Linked DNA regions of Sus scrofa: region 2 is linked to region 1. Evidence: chromatin contacts called from public HiChIP or PLAC-seq data. All regions are on one chromosome and are shown on one strand. The core of a region is the stretch at or near the end of the contact, and the rest is flanking DNA. Distances in the headings are between cores, read along the strand shown.

Evidence for each region. HiChIP or PLAC-seq counts read pairs in DNA pulled down with a chosen protein or histone mark.
Region 2: an H3K27ac HiChIP or PLAC-seq map of alveolar macrophages shows a contact between it and region 1, with 2.3 times the contacts expected there. The contact joins two enhancer-like sites. A contact is called at or near these places in 2 of 47 Hi-C or Micro-C datasets (embryonic fibroblasts and liver) and 1 of 2 datasets of contacts at active chromatin or transcription factors (alveolar macrophages).

The regions. Positions count from the first base shown.
Region 1 is chr2:25,647,199-25,650,728 of Sscrofa11.1, reverse strand. The region is part of intron 1 of SLC1A2 (excitatory amino acid transporter 2); the gene reads right to left. Among named protein-coding and RNA genes, the nearest start is that of SLC1A2, 45 kb to the right of the region's middle. Within about 2 kb of position 1,543, at least 2 of the 83 cell types and tissues checked have an H3K27ac peak or open chromatin away from gene starts, as enhancers often do. A contact at or near this core is called in alveolar macrophages, where this site is marked.
Region 2 is chr2:25,982,848-25,986,377 of Sscrofa11.1, reverse strand. No RefSeq gene overlaps it. Among named protein-coding and RNA genes, the nearest start is that of MIR1343, 82 kb to the left of the region's middle. Within about 2 kb of position 1,542, at least 18 of the 83 cell types and tissues checked have an H3K27ac peak or open chromatin away from gene starts, as enhancers often do. A contact at or near this core is called in alveolar macrophages, where this site is marked.

The DNA.
Region 1 (3,530 bases), core at 294-2,793:
GTGCAAATTTATTGTCAATAACCAGGAAGGACCTAGGCCGGAACCAGCTGCAAATATGAGTATGATGCTATCGGTAGCCTCGAAAAATGCCCACTAATAAAAATAATTATAATCAACACTTTGAGCTTCCTTAAAATTACTTTGTGGAGTTCCCATCGTGGTGCAGCAGATGAATCCGACTAGGAACCATGAGGTTGCGGGTTCGATCCCAGGCTTCACTCAGTGGGTTAAGGATCTGGCACTGCAGTGACCTATGGTGTAGGTTGAAGATAAAGTGCGGATCCCGCGTTGGCTGTGGCTGGGGTGTAGGCTCGCAGCTGTAGCTCCAATGGGACCCCCTAGCCTGGAAACATCCATATGCCTTGGGGATGGCCCTAAAAAGCAAAAAAAAATTACTTTGTAAGGTGAGTACCCTCCTTAGTAGATACATTTTACAGATGAAGAAACTGAGGTATAAGGATTTCAGTCTCCTGCCTGAGCTCGGTAGCTTTGGCGCTTGGTGGTTAGGGATGCAAACGCAGGCAGTCTGGCTGGAGCACCTGGACTTCACCCACTACATCTCCCTGATAACTGTGTGGTCACAGATTTGGGCCTGTGTATACCCTGGGTGGACAGACTTTCAGAAGCACTAGGATCTGCCAAAGTAGGGCCTGAGCTGGGCCCTGTCTCAGACACAGTGACAGGAATGGAGCCTGCGGGAACACAGGGGCCCTCCAGTCACAGAATGGGAAAAGGGCTTCCTGGGCCCAGGGAACAAAACGCTGGCTGGCTCCTGTTCCGTCTCTCCTATAGCTCTTCTTCTGCACCTTCTCCTTGAATACCTTCTTTCAGACCTCAAGGCCCAAGGCCAAGTGCTGCTATTTCCATAACAGGGTAAAGTCCCTTCATGAGTGGAGCAAACCCAACGGGAACAACAGTCACAAGGATTCACCTCGGACTGTGCCACACAACAGAGGCTGAGCCGAGGACAGGAAGAAGCTGGTCCAGGGTAGGTATGAGGCCAGCTGTGGGTGAGGGGGAAAAGGCAGAAACAGGGCCAGAGAAGCAGAACCAAAGGTCAGAGGTGCAAGGTGAAACTAAATGGAAAAGGAGTGAACATACTAGAAACTGAGTAGATCAGAAACAGAGGACTGCAGGCTGGGCTGTATCAAGGTGAAGGATTGTGAGGGAGCCTATCTGCTGGGTGGGGGGCTGTGTGGCTAGCACAGAGTGAGTTGGAGGTACATTGGTCTGGGAATTGGACAGGGTGTTCCCTGCGCGTGGTGCAGAGTGCCGGGTCCAGGACCCAGACATCCTAGAAGCTGCAACACTGAATCGCATAAACCATGAGCCTGAGGAAGCAGAAGTCAGATCATGGGATTAGTTACTGTTCAAGTTTACTGAACTTTACTAAAGTGTTACAGAAACCCACCAAGACCCCAGGCAGCAAAGAGCACAGTGAATGAGAATGTGAGTTCCAAAGCCAGGGGCAGGGTTTGAATCCTACTCCTCCATCTCTGAGCTCTGTGATCTTGGGCAAGTTACTTAAACCATCTCTCAGTTTCTCTTCCGGTAAATCCAAAGCTTGTTAGTAGTTACATCATACAGTTGCAATGAGGACTGAATTCAACAATAGAGGTAACATTTAACACAATGCAGCTCAGAGAATAAAGCCTCAGTCACTCTCCCTGTAATCACTGTTACTATCATTATTAGCTCCTTTCAGAGACAAAGAAACCACAGCACAGGGATCTAAGTAATGTGAAAGGGATGGGGCTGGGAATTAAACCCGGCCGGCCGGTCTTTCTAGAGAAGCAGGTATGTAATCATCCTGCCTCATATCCTCATCATCCCACTTCATATCAATTCTGAGGATGAAGGTGAAGAGAAGGGACCACGGTGAGAGGCCCAGAAGAATACAGAACAGAGGAACAGAAGCGCAGAGCACAGAAAGGGAGCCTGGAGAGAGTGCAGAGCAGAGCCCAGGGCTGCTGGCACGGGTTAAGGGTGGGAGATGCGACACGTGCATCCGAAGAGCAGAGCACAGCCAGGAGGCCCTGGAGACTGAACCTCTACATGATCCTGGCAATCTGGGTTCAGTCATTCAGTTGAAATGAGCTTTCTAGATGGGACCTGAGGACCCGGTCCCTAAACCCTAAGGGTTTGCTGCAAGGTCATCACTCTGGCCAGAACCACACCTGAATTTGCAGACCTGAGAAGTGACACCGAGAGAGGACTGGCCCTGAGCTTCATAGGAAGGGGCCACAGAGGCTGCAGCCATGGTAGCAGCTGAGACGTGCTGAGTGATGACTACATGCAAGGTACTGTTGGAGGCAGCTCATGATTTAACTCAATCTCCACCACAACCTGAAGAGACCGTTTCTATATTATGCCCATTTTGTAGATGAAGCCATGAAAGCACAGAGAGGTCAAATAATAGTCACAAGGTCACAGAGCAGGTACATCACAGGGGCAGAAACAGAACCCTGGGACAAAACTCAGGCTCTCTGAGTCCGGAGTCTATACTCTTAACCTGTAGGATCTCTAATACACAACCAGGCTCATCTCAGAGGGACAGATTTATGATGCCTTGAAACTTTCATTTATAAATGGCTTCTCTGCCTGAGTCATCAAGGATATATAGAGCAGTCAACTAAAAAGCCAGAAATGGAGCAATTATTAGATAATCCCAACTTGAGAGGCATTCTACCAAATAGCTCATCAGTCCCCTTCAAAAGTGTCAAGGTCAAAAAGGACAAGGAAAGACTGAGAAACTGTCCCAGATGGGAAGAAAAGAGACAGCTAAATGCACTGGGGGATCCTGGATTGGATCCCAGCACTGAGAGAGGACCTGTGTGGAAAACCGGGGTAAATCTGGAGTTCCCGTCATGGCGCAGTGGAAACGAATCTGACTAGCATCCATGAGAATGCAGGTTCGATCCCTGGCCTCGCTCAGTGGGTTAAGGATCTGGCGTTGCTGTGAGCTGTGGTGTAGGTTGCAGGTGTGGCTTGGATCCCGCATTGCTTGGCTGTGCTGTAGGCCGGTGGCTACAGCTCTGATACATTCCCTAATCTGGGAACCTTCATGTGCCACGGGTGCAGCCCTAAAAAGACAAAAAAAAAAAAAAAAAAAAAACCTGGCGAAATCTGAATGAGTTCTGATAGTATTGGGGCAAGGTTAATTTTAGTCTTAATCAATGTTCTGTGGTTATGTAAAATGCTACCCTGACAGGAAGCTGAGTGAGGGGCATACGGGAACTCTCCGTATTATTTTCACGGTTCTTCTTTAAGTCTAAAATTATCTAAAAATTTTATAGAATTTAGTGTTGAAAAAAACACCCCAAAAATACAAATGACAAAAGGATCAAAACCACTGGCATTCTCAGTTTATAAACTCAGGTGCTTAATCTTTGTCATGGTACTCAAACTGTGTTGCTCCCTCCCACGCCTGTGAAAAAGGACTCATCTTGAATGTGACATGAAATCTGTTTGAAATTGTGAAGAACAGCAGCGAAAAGAAGCTGACAACGATTAGATGGAGAAACCTGGAT
Region 2 (3,530 bases), core at 293-2,792, 340 kb before region 1:
AGCTTATCATTTTATTTCTGTTGATGTCATAAGCTTCAGCAGGAGGCTTATCTACTCTGGAATTTGGAAGAGTCTGTAAAGAATTGTCTTGTTTTAATTTCTGCTCCTAAGTCTTCTTGGATAGGATTTCTACACAAATAGTAGAATCCCATCAGTACACCTGTGTTTTCTATAGGCTTGGAGTATGTATATCTCAAGTGCATATTTATTCTTCACCTTATGTCCTTGGCAAATGACAGGCTTCCTTTATCTTTTTTTTTTTTTTAACTTTTATGCCAATCATTGTATTTTCATACAATGGATAAATTCTTAAAATTTTTCATGAAAATCAAAACCATACGTTAAATGCAACGCTAAATGTTTTCCGAAAGTAAATAATCACCTTCTAATCTACCAAAAAGTAAATACAGGCCCAACGGTAGGATGTTGTTTTAAATTTAATTTGGCATTGTCCATTTAAAAAGTGATTGGGCTATCTTGATATATCCCCCAGTACCCCTCACGTCACCCACTTACAAAGCAGAACATTCAGCAGAACTTTGAATATTGTTCAGTGATTCTCAACTGTCACTTAATACTGTGCGTAGAAATTCACCAAAAAAAAAAAAAAAAAAAAGAACTAAGGGTTTGGGTTTGCATATGAATTCAGAGGTAGCCTGGGAGTTTGGGGGTTTCTAACTGTGGGCCCCCCAAGCCCTCTTTTTTTGGTGGTATTGACAGCTTCTTGTGAAAAGACAAAATGCCTGTGTTTTGGGTGTGGCTCCCAAATTTGCTTCTGTAAGTAGTGTGACTCATTTGTTGGGCTCACTTAATATAAAGTGGTGGGAAGTTGTGGGAAGAAAACTACTTAGCAGGAGAAAAATATAGTACTTTGGGGGTTTCTAATGGCTTTCCTGAGACGAGGTGTCTGCTGAGCTGAAATGGCATTAACACTTTGAAGGGTGTGTTCTGTGCCTGGCACAAGACATGAAGCTAGTATCATCTGCCGATTTCTACTGGGAAGGAAGGATCCTGACACTGATTGAACACCCGTCGTATGTGGGATCCTGAGCCAGGTGCTTTGCATTAAAAGATAGTGTTTTTTTAATCCTCATTAAAAAACCTTGTTTTATACATAAGGGGGCTAAGATTTAGAAAGATTTGACAGTCTTATTCATGGTTCCATAGCCAGCAAGTAGCTAAGAAAGCTTGGATTTTAAAGCCAATGTTCTTTCAGAATCCACTGGGCCTGGAAGGATGTACAGTAAATTCAGTTCACTGCTGGGAAAGTATGTGAAGGGCTTAAATTAGCAACTGCACCACCTTAAGAAAAGTTAAAGAGAACCCGTGTGTGGCAAAGGGAATTTTTTTTCTAGTAACAATTTTTATCACTTTGTACTTCCTGTGTCTGATGCTCTGTCTCCATAGTGAGGTTGCACCCAGCATGAGTATCCTGGGGCTCCATGAATATTACTCGTCTCTAATGTATTCCCTCAGTCCTTGTACGAGGCCGAATGCTGACGCCTGGGATGAGCCTCAGCAGACGTCAAACTTGTGTGTCATTTTATGAGTGAGAGCTTCTGAGCTGACTCCCATGAGCTGTGACTCACGGGGCTTCTAATTATAACTTGTCCTGGCTTCTCAGATAATGGGCTTGTCTCAATGGTTTCCAGGACAGATTAGATCAGTCCTATATTTTGTGGGTCTTTGGCGTACAGCCAAGTCGTGTTACCCTTTTAGAAACAGAGCGGAGACTGATGTGCTGTCCAGAGTGTGAATGGTGCCGCTAAAGTTTTCACAGTAACTTGACCACACCTCTTAGCAAGTGTTCTCAGGGTTCAGATGCCGGTGGTGGGGTTTGGCAGCCCTGCTTCAGCCCTCAACACTAGAGTGTACAAATCCTAAAAGAGCCTTGGCACCGTGAGAACATTCGTATCCCATGGCTGATGGGTCATAGACTTTACATCCCACAGAACCAGAAACTTAAGAACGAACACCAGAGGCAATAGCAATAGAGAGGGCAAAGAGAGGGCAGACCTAGAACAGAAGGCATGTCATCAGACCTGTGGAAACTGACAGACCATGTACTCGTGGGGCATGTCCTGGTGACGCTGGGAAGTCATTCGGTAGACAGTGCTGGCAATTAGTAGTCTTGCAAGGCACACAGCAAAAGCCTCTGAAACACAGGCTACACTGACACAAATGCAGGGTCTGAAAGCGACCTGAGAGCTCCAGTGTTTAATTAGCACACTTTACAGACCAACCACAGCTCAGAAAGGCGAGCGTTACACAGATGGGTAGAGCCCGCTATTTTTTCAATTCCCCGATTAACATTTTTAATGCACAACAAATACCTAAGTTTTTCCTCCAAGATTAAAATATTTTCCTGTGTTTATGAGTCAGTTGACTAAAACTGAGCTGGGATGGGGCGGTGATTGGGGTCATCTTAAAAGAAGTAGGCAATATAATTCAGGAGTTCCCATCATGGCACAGTGGTTAACGAATCTGACTAGGAACCATGAGGTTGTGGGTTCGATCCCTGGCCTTGCTCAGTGGGTTAAGGATCTAGCATTGCCGTGAGCTGTGGTGTAGGTTGCAACATGGCTTGGATCCCTCGTGGCTGTGGCTGTGGCTGTGGCTGGTAGCTCTAGCTCCAACTAGACCCCTAGCCTGGGAACCTCCATATGCCGCGGGAGCGGCCCTAGAAAAGGCAAAAAGACAAAAAAAAAAAAAAAAAAAAAAGACATAGGCAGTATAATTCAATGGCATATTTCCAGATGTAGAATCTTTAGAATGTGACGCCACATCTCAAGCTGTTTCTCTATGGTTCATGCAGAAATTTTTATAGTGAGCTCAGAGCTCAGGACTTGGAGGGTGAATCTGCACTGAGATTTTTTCTTTTCTGTCCTTCTTGTGTCCCTTCTTTACCTTTGCACCTCATCAACCCTGACCAAATTGCTGAGACAGCTCATGATGGGGTGAGGATGAGAAGGAGTCAGAAAAAGGGCAAGAGGGGCCTGGGGGCAGGTCTCAGCATGAGTTGAACTTGAAAGAGACCAAGACCATATGCCGAATATGAAGGGCCAAAGTCAAAGTAGACCCAAGCTCGGGAGCAGGCAGAGACAAGGTTCCAGAAGAATAGGAGCAAGCCAAGGAGAAGGGTCTGTGGAGGGAACAGCAGAGAGATTGCCAACACTTTCAACTTATAGGAACTACTAGAGCAACAGATTGGAGATCAAGCTTGGTGCGATTGTTCTGTCTGCTCTGGACAACAAATGAACATTAAATGCAGTGTATGTTTGCTCCATATATATTCCAAATGGTTAAAGTACAAGGTTACCAGACTTTCTCATTTCTACCCCTTATGACTGGTGACCTTGGGCACGTCATTTATCTTTTCAGTGTCTCATTTTCCCAGTTTGTAAAATGGGATAAAAACCTGTTAAATGCAAAATAAAGGAACATTGCTTGAACAATGCCTGGGTTGCAGTCAGCAGTCAATAAGTATTAGCTGTTATCACAATGCTATCCCTTATCTTGGACAACTGCCC